Regions from separate parts of the Mus musculus genome. Here region 1 is linked to region 2. Evidence: chromatin contacts called from public HiChIP or PLAC-seq data. All regions are on one chromosome and are shown on one strand. Each heading gives the region's core, a stretch centred on a gene start, on an enhancer-like site or on the middle of the called end of the contact. The rest is flanking DNA. Distances are from core to core; before and after follow the strand shown. Region 1 overlaps Cald1 (caldesmon 1). Region 2 overlaps Cald1 (caldesmon 1).

Evidence for each region. HiChIP or PLAC-seq counts read pairs in DNA pulled down with a chosen protein or histone mark.
Region 1: an H3K27ac HiChIP or PLAC-seq map of trophoblast stem cells shows a contact between it and region 2, with 24 read pairs. The contact joins two enhancer-like sites. A contact is called at or near these places in 6 of 39 promoter capture datasets (cranial neural crest, frontonasal cranial neural crest, liver and 2 more), 11 of 484 Hi-C or Micro-C datasets (3T3-L1-derived adipocytes, the C2C12 cell line, the HPC-7 cell line and 4 more), 9 of 115 datasets of contacts at active chromatin or transcription factors (double positive thymocytes, embryonic stem cells, heart atrium and 5 more) and 3 of 9 other capture datasets (adipose tissue, liver and pancreatic islet).

What each region holds. Positions count from the first base shown.
Region 1 is chr6:34,714,699-34,719,577 of GRCm38.p6, reverse strand. The region is part of intron 3 of Cald1 (caldesmon 1); the gene reads right to left. Gm38787 (a long non-coding RNA gene) reads left to right here. Exons shown (of 3, transcript XR_868972.2): 2 at 2,653-4,879. Among named protein-coding and RNA genes, the nearest start is that of Gm38787, 16 kb to the left of the region's middle. Within about 2 kb of position 2,162, at least 104 of the 459 cell types and tissues checked have an H3K27ac peak or open chromatin away from gene starts, as enhancers often do. A contact at or near this core is called in trophoblast stem cells, where this site is marked.
Region 2 is chr6:34,647,766-34,652,472 of GRCm38.p6, reverse strand. All of the region lies in intron 1 of Cald1 (caldesmon 1), which reads right to left. It overlaps Gm13861 (predicted gene 13861), which reads left to right. Exons shown (of 2, transcript NR_167697.1): 2 at 933-1,119. Among named protein-coding and RNA genes, the nearest start is that of Gm13861, 3.8 kb to the left of the region's middle. Within about 2 kb of position 2,307, at least 4 of the 459 cell types and tissues checked have an H3K27ac peak or open chromatin away from gene starts, as enhancers often do. A contact at or near this core is called in trophoblast stem cells, where this site is marked.

The sequences.
Region 1 (4,879 bases), core at 913-3,412, 67 kb before region 2:
CCCAAAGTGGAAGAGGCGAATCCCCTCCCCCAGCCTCTTTGAGGCTGGCTCAGTACCAGACCTCATGCAGGAGCCAAGGTCAGAGCTCCAGGCCCGGTGCTTGGTCCTAAGTCTCCCTGGGATGGTTTTAGACAGTGGGGTGCCAGGAAAAGCTCCAGCTATCCCCATTGCTCCAACATTGGTCCAGCCAGCTGGCATTTTAAACAGACCCAGTAATTACCCCACTTATAGCTGAAGAACTTAGCTATGAAATGTCATGTTAAAGTTTTACGGCCTCCCAGTATTTGTCATGCATCCTGACCTCCCCAGGACCTGATTTGACAACCTAACTACCAGTACCTCAGAATGTGACCTTATTTGGAAATTAGGCTTTAAGGCAGAGTCATCAGGGTGGGTTCTAATCCAGTAAGAAATCCGGGCAGGGAGTAAACCATGGGAAGAGATGTGACAAGAAAGCCACCTAAGGAAGACAATCAGGGCGACTACGCTTCTACAAGCTGAGGAATGTGAGAGACTGCTGGCCAAACAGGAGGAGGCAGCTCTCCAGAGGAGCCAACTGTGCCTAGTAACTGACTTATTTTAAAGATCTAGCTTTGTAGTTTTACGTCTCAAGAACAACTCAGAAGGCAGAGATTTCTCAGACATCCCCGGTCCCCCAGGCTCATAGCCTCCCCAACCAGAGGCATTCCTCAACTAGAAGGACATCTGGAACATCTGACAGACCCAGGCAGGTATTGCTCTTTCCATAACCCCGCAACCAGGTCTTGGGTGTTTACCATTCTCTTCTTAACCAAGCACCTCACTCCCCCTTAAGGCTCGGGTTTAGATATGTATTGGGACAGCTTCTTCTTAAACTCCACCTTAGCTTCAAAACCAAAACCAAGCGATGTGTTGCACGAGCAGACAGCAGGGTTATCCAGCGCTTGGACCTGATGCTGTCTGTGCATTTGAACAACCTGCCCCCACAGCTCCAGTATATACCCCTCACCCAAGTCCTCCTGCACTCTGCTCACTGGCCCCTCTTAAGCCTCTTTCCTTCTCCCCCAAGCTTTGGCACTCACCAATGACTTCTGTCTCCATTAGTCTTGGCTTCTACAGATCAATGTATGCTTAAAAGCTATGTTGGTCTTTTTCAGACCAATTTCTTTCACTTCATAGTATTTGTCCAAGTTTCAGACAAGTTTTTTTTTTCCCCCATGACTTAACAGCCTTTTTTTTTTTCAGTAGTGGATAATATTTCTATGTCTGGGTGTATCCTATGCTCATCCACAGAAGGGCAGTCACCCGTGGAAGGACCACTCAGCTATCATTTTTAAGCCACTTAGTGGGTGGTGATTTGTAACAGTGACCCCAGGAAACCGATACAGTATTCAATTTAAGGACTGAGCAGCTCTGCTTTGTTAAGGAGCAGTTGTAGCATGTTCAGTTGGAAGGTTGGTTACATTGTATTGGCACTCAGTCTAGCTGACTTCTTAAAATGTCCTCTCTTCTAAATTTCTCTTTTCATATGCTCACTTTCACCTTTGCTGTGTTCCTGTAGTCTTCCTAAGCCTGAGGATATTGGGAGTTTTCACTGTAGCTCTGAGTGGGGCTCATACTCCTTAGCATCCCAGGCCTCCTGGGAGAAGTTGGTTAACAGAGATATCTCCGCTCTTTGGGGTAGGGGCTTTTACATGGTCTCTCTTTAACTCACCAGTCTTGAGACCCAGGAGAGATCAAAGCGCATATTTAAGTAAGGTCGGACATTTAAGAAGTATGCAGGGCCAGAGCAGAGAGCGTGAACTTTGCAGACCTAAGCTTTATCTGGGACTGTACAACTCTTTGCCTTGAAGTTAACAGAGTTAACAAATTCTTTCTGGGTGTCCTTCATTTCAGGAGAAAAGCCCCTTCCTGTTCTTAGGACTAGGGAACTTTTGTGGTTAGGAAATACTCAAGAGACTAGCTAATAGCCCCCTCTGGGATGCAAGATGTTTGCCCATTTTGTGGGGACATTAGCAAACTTTAAAGGTCTGGCTGGGCCTGTTGAGTGTCATGTAATTCTAGGAGATCTGCTCACTTACAAATGAGCTGAATTGCATTCCCCACAGAGCTCTGTTGATCTCCTAACCCTAAGCCTCTCCGTGACTTCAATGGGAGGTCTTTGCAGATGTAAGGACGTGGAGATGAGGTCATCTGAGTGGTATGCAATCCAGTACAACTGGTGTCCTCTGAACACAAACACAGACATGCATGGGGGGAGGGCAATGGAAAGAGACATCCAGAATGGCATGTGAAACTACTGAGACACAAGGCCATGAGCCAAGGGACATCTAGGGCCATCAGAAGCTAGAAGAGGCCAGGACAGACCCTTCCCAGTGGTCTCCTAGAGTGAGTCCCCACTGATGTTACTTTCAGACTTCTAACAAACTTCTGTCTTTCTAAGCCACCCATTTGCCTTTCTACTTTGCCCTGGAAGTTCCAGGAAACGAATTCACCCCATCAGACTTGGCCCTGCTCTTGTGATTACCTAGCAACCCACTCACCTTCTATGTACTAACTCCCTCAAATGGCTCTCACAGTTAACCACCCACCCCTCCTGCCTTGTGAACTCTCACTAAACATCAGAAGTTGTGTTAACTACAGTCATTTTTCTCTCTCTCTTTTTTTTTGTAGATGAATGTAGTAAGAAACTCACAGACATTAAGTACCTCTCTCTGAGCACACTGTTAATAAACAGATAAACTGGAACCCAAGATTTTCAGGATGGTCAAGTCTCGGGATTCTTAACATACATGTTGCTCATCTGTCAAGAGTACTTAAGAACTGGCGGCCCTGGTTGACAAACACATCTTACATCCTACCACATTCTTTCCTTCCTGGTGTTCCTCATTTAGGACAAATAAGAAAAATGAGGAAGTCTATTTTTTTTTTTTTTTTTGCCTCAGTGTTTAGCAAATGTCCTTGAAGACTGGACTTGTCCTGAAGACAGTTGTGTGGGACCTGCTTCCTAGTGGGAACTAAACAAAGCAAGTACAACCAGAGACAAAGAACTCTTGACTTTCTGAAAAGTGGGATATGATAATGAATGCAGGTCAATCACAGACTCAATTCCACCGCATTTGCCCCAGCCTCGGGGGCTCTGGGGTTTCTGAAAAATGGGATGCTCAGAATCAAAAGCAGGGGTGTGGTATACTGATTGAAGCTTCCACCGGGATTCGTTGCTGTGGGGACTAGTTCCCTTAGCTTCCGCTAGCCTTTCCACAGGTGGAGAAGGCAGAGCACAGTGAACTTAGCAACCTATCCGCTGCTGGTATTTTTCTTATGGCTGTAGCCTTCAGGGAAGAAGTGTAACTTCTGACTCACACTGTCTTCTGCACACGGTTGCTTGGCTACGTGTGTTCCATCAAAACATCATGGCGGTGAGAGCTAGAAAAGGCCGTTCTACACATCACCTTGTGGTGGACAGGAAGCAGAGAGCAACTGGAAACTACCAGGACAAGGATCTATCCTCTAAAACCTGGACCCCAACCCCAGCCCCCTGCCTGGTGACCTGTTAGACGCCACCTCCTCAAGCTTCCGTAATCCTACAAAACAGCAACCATCAGCTGGGGACCAAGTGTACAACACATGGGCTTGTGTGGAGACACTTTAAACCATCATTCACTCAGTGATTAATAGTGGTCACTTCATTCTCTTCCCCTGGAAACCCCACAGGGGTGTGATTTGCTTGCTGCCTTCGGTAGAATCCACTGCTGTATGCATACAGTGTTTCCCTTCCTAACATGCTAAAGCGGCCAGTGCATGGTCTTCTCTGAAGGATGGGGAGACCATTCGTACTTGGCTGTTATCTTAACCTTCGTCTGAGACTTTCAAAATGAAGGACAAAACCATGTGGAGGATGAAACTCTAGAAAAGGAGAGTGAAGCAGTCTACTCACCAGCCCCGGGTTACAGACTTGGTCCCCAGGCTTGCTATACTGTAGTGTGGAGGGGGCACTACTGTTAATAAGTGGGTCCCACTTAGAAGAAGTTAGCAGGAGAATGTCTATGAACTGGCCTTTTTGTGTCTTTTTGTTTCCCAGAAACCAAGTCTGTAGACCGTGTCTTCCACCACACACTTGTGCCATGATGCTACACCACAAAAAAGGCCCAAAGTCATAAGGCCAAATGATCAGAGACCAACACCTCTGCATCAATGGACCCAAACAAAAGAAGTTCATCAGCTCGGGCATTTTTGTCAAAGAAAACACTGAAGTACACAATCAGTAAGCAGCCATGGGAAGGGAAAACACAGAGAGAATTAAATAAAGCCGGCAGACGTGGCTTGGAAGGAGGAGATGTCCAGAGTTACTTAGAGTCTAAACAGGAACCCAGCACAGGTTGAAGGACACATTCATTTTAATCAGCATCTGTATGTGATGAGGTTGATAATAAATTAGGAAGGAAATGTGAAAGACCGATGAGAAAAACATAGCCTATTTTATCTACAAGTTTATTGTTTTAAACTGCCCTTACCAAACAATTTTGTTTAACGTAAGTTGCCTTTAATAAAACGTGGCCTTAAACACAGAGGAAATTGATGTTGATCAAACTTGTGGTGTAAAACGTAGCATCAGGCAAAGTGTGCCCTTCACAAATCTGCTCAGAACTTAACAACCCAACGACCACCTAGTTGCTTTTTTGATTTCTACAACCAGCAAAAATATTTAAGGGGGGAGGGGGAGGAAGATGACCTAATTGGGTTTCTTAACTACAAAGCTGGTTACAACATCACAACCAAATACCACTCTGAAAACTTCACTTACGAGGTTGCATCATACGGACTCTTGCCTGGCTCTATGGAGAACACATGGTCTCCCTAAGTGTTCCTCTGATACTAAGTTTTCATTGGGAAAGCAAGG
Region 2 (4,707 bases), core at 1,058-3,557:
CACACACACACACACACACACACACCCCACATGCATGTAGCACCCACACAGGCCAGAAGAGAGTGTTGGATTCCTTGGAACTGGGGTTACAGATAGTTAGGAGGCATCATGTAGGTGCTGGGAACCAAACCTGGGCCCATCACAAGAGCAGCAAATACTCTTAGCCATGGAACCATTTCTCTAACCCACAAAACAAAGTCTTAATTCTTTTTCTAGTAATAGTTTTGACTTATGGGTTACATTTTCAATACCTGGGGACAGAGCTATAGGTCATGATTTCTTTTATTTCCAGTTTCTTAAAGTAAGCCAAAAGCCAAGGCAAGGAACAGCCAGAGTAGAATAATCTTGTTCCACTCCAACAAGATGGTAGGTGCTTCCCAACTTTGCCATGCGCCACAGAGCCTTAGGCTAAGGTGTCCAGTGAGTCCATTTTAAACACAACACGTGGACATAAACCATCTGGTCTATGAGACTCAAGGTTTAGGTCAGACGCTAGTATCACATTGTCCTAGAACACCAGCTGAAGTCAGCCGTGTGGAGCCCTGGGAAAGTTTGAGCATGTCACTCTCCTTAGCCGAAAGATTGGCAGCCCTGTGCTGTTTGCATTTACAGTTGAAGAGTACTGTAAATCAGGGCAAGAAATCAAGGCAGGAATGTGGAGGTAAGATTCTATGTATATGCCAAGGAGCAGCCCTGGGTGGAGGGCACAATCCCATAGATGAGACACACGCCCTTTGCACTAGAAAACTAGTTATGGACACACTTACTGCTCATTCACTGTCACCCAGATCTGCATTTGCCCTCGTATAGGAAGCTGTAGACATCAGCGACCACAGAAAAATAACAAGGCACAGGGGGCCATTTTGTACACAGGGCCCTGGGAACAGCCAGTGGAATTCCTCTGACCGGTCTCCTTTTGACTTTTCCCATAGACCTTGTTCCTGCTCTGAAATGTCTGGAATGCTTGGTGGGAATGAAGCAGCTGGTCATTAGGCAATAATGCCTCTATCACATAAGAGAGGAACCCTTTGTGGACCGATTTCCATGCAACACTTGGGGGCATCTCAGCGGAGTTAAGAATGTAAGAGCGGTGCGACTACAATAAACAGAGCTTCAGGATTCTTTGTGTCTTAGTTATGCTTTCTTTTCCTGTGATAAAACACCATGAGCAAAATCAAGTTGGGGAGGAAAAGGTTTATTTCGTCTTGCAGTTTGTAGTCCATCATCCAGGGAAATCGGGGCAAGAAATCAAGGCAGGAATGTGGAGGTAAGATTCGATGTAGATGCCAAGGAGCAGCCCTGGTTACTGGCTTGCCCCTCATGGCTTATGTGGCCTGCCTTCTTACAGCACCCAGGACCACCAACCAAGGAGTGGTACTCCCCACAGTGAGCTTATGTCCTCCTTCCACACATATCACCAATCAAGAAAATGCACCACAGGCCAATCGGGTGGGCTCATTTCTCAGCTGAGGCTCCCTCTTGCCACAAGGTTCTCCCTTGTGTCAAGCTGACATAAAACTAGCCATCACACCCTCTCTGGAGTGATTTTAATGGCAACCCCAGAGGTCAGCAAGACAAATATTACTGGAAATATTTTATGATGGGGTCTAGGAAGGTCAACAGAGACTAAATGATTTCCCCCAAGTCTTCTCAGCTGGCAGTGGCAAGAGCTGCATTCTAAATCCTAAATCTCTCTCTGTCTCTCTCTGTCTGTCTCTGTATCTGTCTCTCTCTGGGTGGCAATGATGGGGGTATACATGTATAGAGAGGCCAGAGACTGATATTAGTGTTTTTTCTCAGTCCCCCGGCACCTTGTTTTAAGTGGGGGTCTACCACCTAACTTGCAGCTTGTTAATTTGGATGTCCTGACTGGCCAGCAAGCTTTAAGATTTTGCTTGTCTCAAATCCCCCAGCTTAATTTTTTTTTCATGGATACTGGAGACCCAAACTCAGGTTCTTTCACAGTTACATGGCAAACTCTTTACTAACTGAGCCAGCTCTCCAGCCCCCAAATCTGTTCTTTTTATAGAATGTCATTCTGTATGACTACCCGTCAACCAAGTTAATTTAGCAAAAGTTGGCTGTCTGATGTTTGGGGACAAATCACAACCTCTGTTTTTAGAGACTGGATCAGTTCCCTTCTTGATTGCCTTGAGATGTTTTCAAACTAAGAGTTCAATGCTCTTTGATTTCTGCAGTTTGCTTTGCCCTTTTGGAAATCACACAGAGGAGAGAGAAGCAAGCAGTGAGCCCTCTAGGCACCTGCCCCAGCCTCTAGGTATTTGAACACCAAAGCAGGCCTCCAGTGAGGTAATTTCCATGTGAAATTCCCCGCATAAGTCACTTGTGACACACATCATCAAAAGGGCTAGGTTTCATGTGATCCCATTTAAAAAGTAGCTGGAAGGATTCAAAGTCCTCCTATAAACTCGACTCGTTCTGCCGCATCGTGTTTCCCGGATGGAAGGAAAACACCTGGCTCTGCCCGTGTGCTCCTCTAAGTCTGTTTTAGACACAGGGATTAGTCCTCGCATAGGAACAAATAATCTAAGAACGATCTTTCACTCTTTCTACCTTATGAGACAGAGTCAAGTCTTACCTGGGACTGGACTTCTAGCCACCAACTGGAGCTTGCTAAGGACAGCAGGGGTGGAGAGAGACGAGCTCCCTGCTCTCACACAGACAACATTGACTTTCATGGGGCAAATAAGCAGTAGGCTACTTGGGTCACATTCATTTCTGTATCCCCAGAGCCAGTGATGACGCTGAGAACATGTTGATTGCTCAGTGTGCATCAAATGAAGTGTCCAGATGCTTATCCTTGTCCACGTTCAGATCCAAATGAAATCATCATTATCCACTCTCCTTCCTTCAACCAGGACAGAGCTGATCTCAAGGGTCCAGTCAAGCCTCACCGAAGCCCAGTGTTAATCTTTTTATTGGAAATTCCATTAACTAATTGATAAAATGTAAACAGTATGTAAGCTTTAATCTCCCATTGTCTCAACTTAAAGCCAGATGGCTATCTTTCTTAAAATATAAGTGGTCAGCTGGGTGGTAACAACACACACGCCTTTAATCTCAGCTCTCGGGAGGCAGAGACAAGCAGATCTCTGTGAGTTTGAGGCTAGCCTGGTCTACAGAGTGAGCTCTAGAGTAGTCAGGGTTACACAGAGAAACCTTGTCTGGGAAAAACAAAATAATAACAATTGGTGTTTTTAATTATTATTTATTGCTGGAGAAGTGGCTCAGCAGTTAAGGAAGTGTCCTAGTTTTGCAGATGAACCCAAGTTCCATTTCTAGCACCTAGATGAGGTGACTCATAACTGCCTGTAATTTGTACTTTGAGAGATCCAATGCCCTCCTCTGGCTTCTGTGAGCACTGTACCTTCCAGGCACAGACACGCATATGTTAAAAAATAAAATCTAAATATCTCTGTTTCTGCGTCTCTCTGTTTCTGTGTCTCTCTGTCTCTGTCTCTCTCTGTCTCTGTGTGTGTGTGTGTGTGTGTGTTTGTGTATATTGTATATGTCAATGTGAGCACACCTGTCCTATGGCACAGGTCAGAGGAGAAGTCAGAATACAGCCTTTAGGGGGCAGTTTTCTCCTTCCACCAGGGTTCCAGGGATTGAATTCAGGCCATCAGACTTGCATGGCAAGCTGTAAGCAATTTTACCTATTGATTTATCTTCTGGCCCCAAATATATTTTTAATCAAGTGAAAGAAGTCATGCAGACATAGACGAGGAAGTGAAACCCACGTCTGCATTAATCTCATGGTATCTCTATAGAATAGTGTTTTTGAAGCACAATGGTTTCCTTATTCCTTTGCCAACAAAACACCAACAGACACCTCATTAGGCTCAATATTTAGACATGAGTTGATTAAATTAAGTGAAAAAGATCAAAGAATTAATAAAAAGCAGTTTGCAATGGACTCCATGGCAGCCAGCTGCCACAGCCTGAATAGAAATGGCACGTGAGGCTGAAGGCGCCTCACACCCACAAGGAAGACTTCTGAATGGTTTCTTTAGAGACAAGATCATGACTGTTATGTATTTAAATTTAAACCATAATGTGATTGTGACAAATTACTGCCAAAGAAGAGTGTAAATAGCTTAAGAAAATGAAGCTTGCATGCAAGTCCTATCCCAGGACCTTGAATAGAGCTGTGGATGCCAGTGTGGAATGTGCTAGAAGAGGGTGGGAGGTAAAAGAAGGAGGAAACATTGAGTTCTGTCAGAACTGAAGTCACGGAGGCTACACAGGCACTTGGGTTATTCTGGAGTTTTTTTCTCTTCCCCTCTCTGGTTGTGTGCTTCCATGTCCAAACATGTCTCAAAAGCAAACATACAGAGCTGGAAATCAAATTTTTCCTCACTATGCTTTGGGCTCTTTGCTCCCAGAGAAGGGAAATTGGTGACTGTGAGGGCTTTGTTTATAACTTCCATGCCCAACTAATCACGTCCGAAGGCAGCTTTACATCTCCAGGGAACGCACACAGCAGTCAGTAATTAATAATTCCAAGAGAGAGGGAGGAGAGGGGGAGAGGGGAGGGGGAGGGGAGGGGGAGGGGAGGGGGAGGGGGAGAAGGGAGGGGGAGGGGGAGGGGGAGGGGAGGGGGAGGGAGGGAGGGGGAGGGGGAGGGAGGAGATAGCCTAGGCTAGCCTTGGACTTTTGGACTATCTAAGTAGCTGGGGATAACCT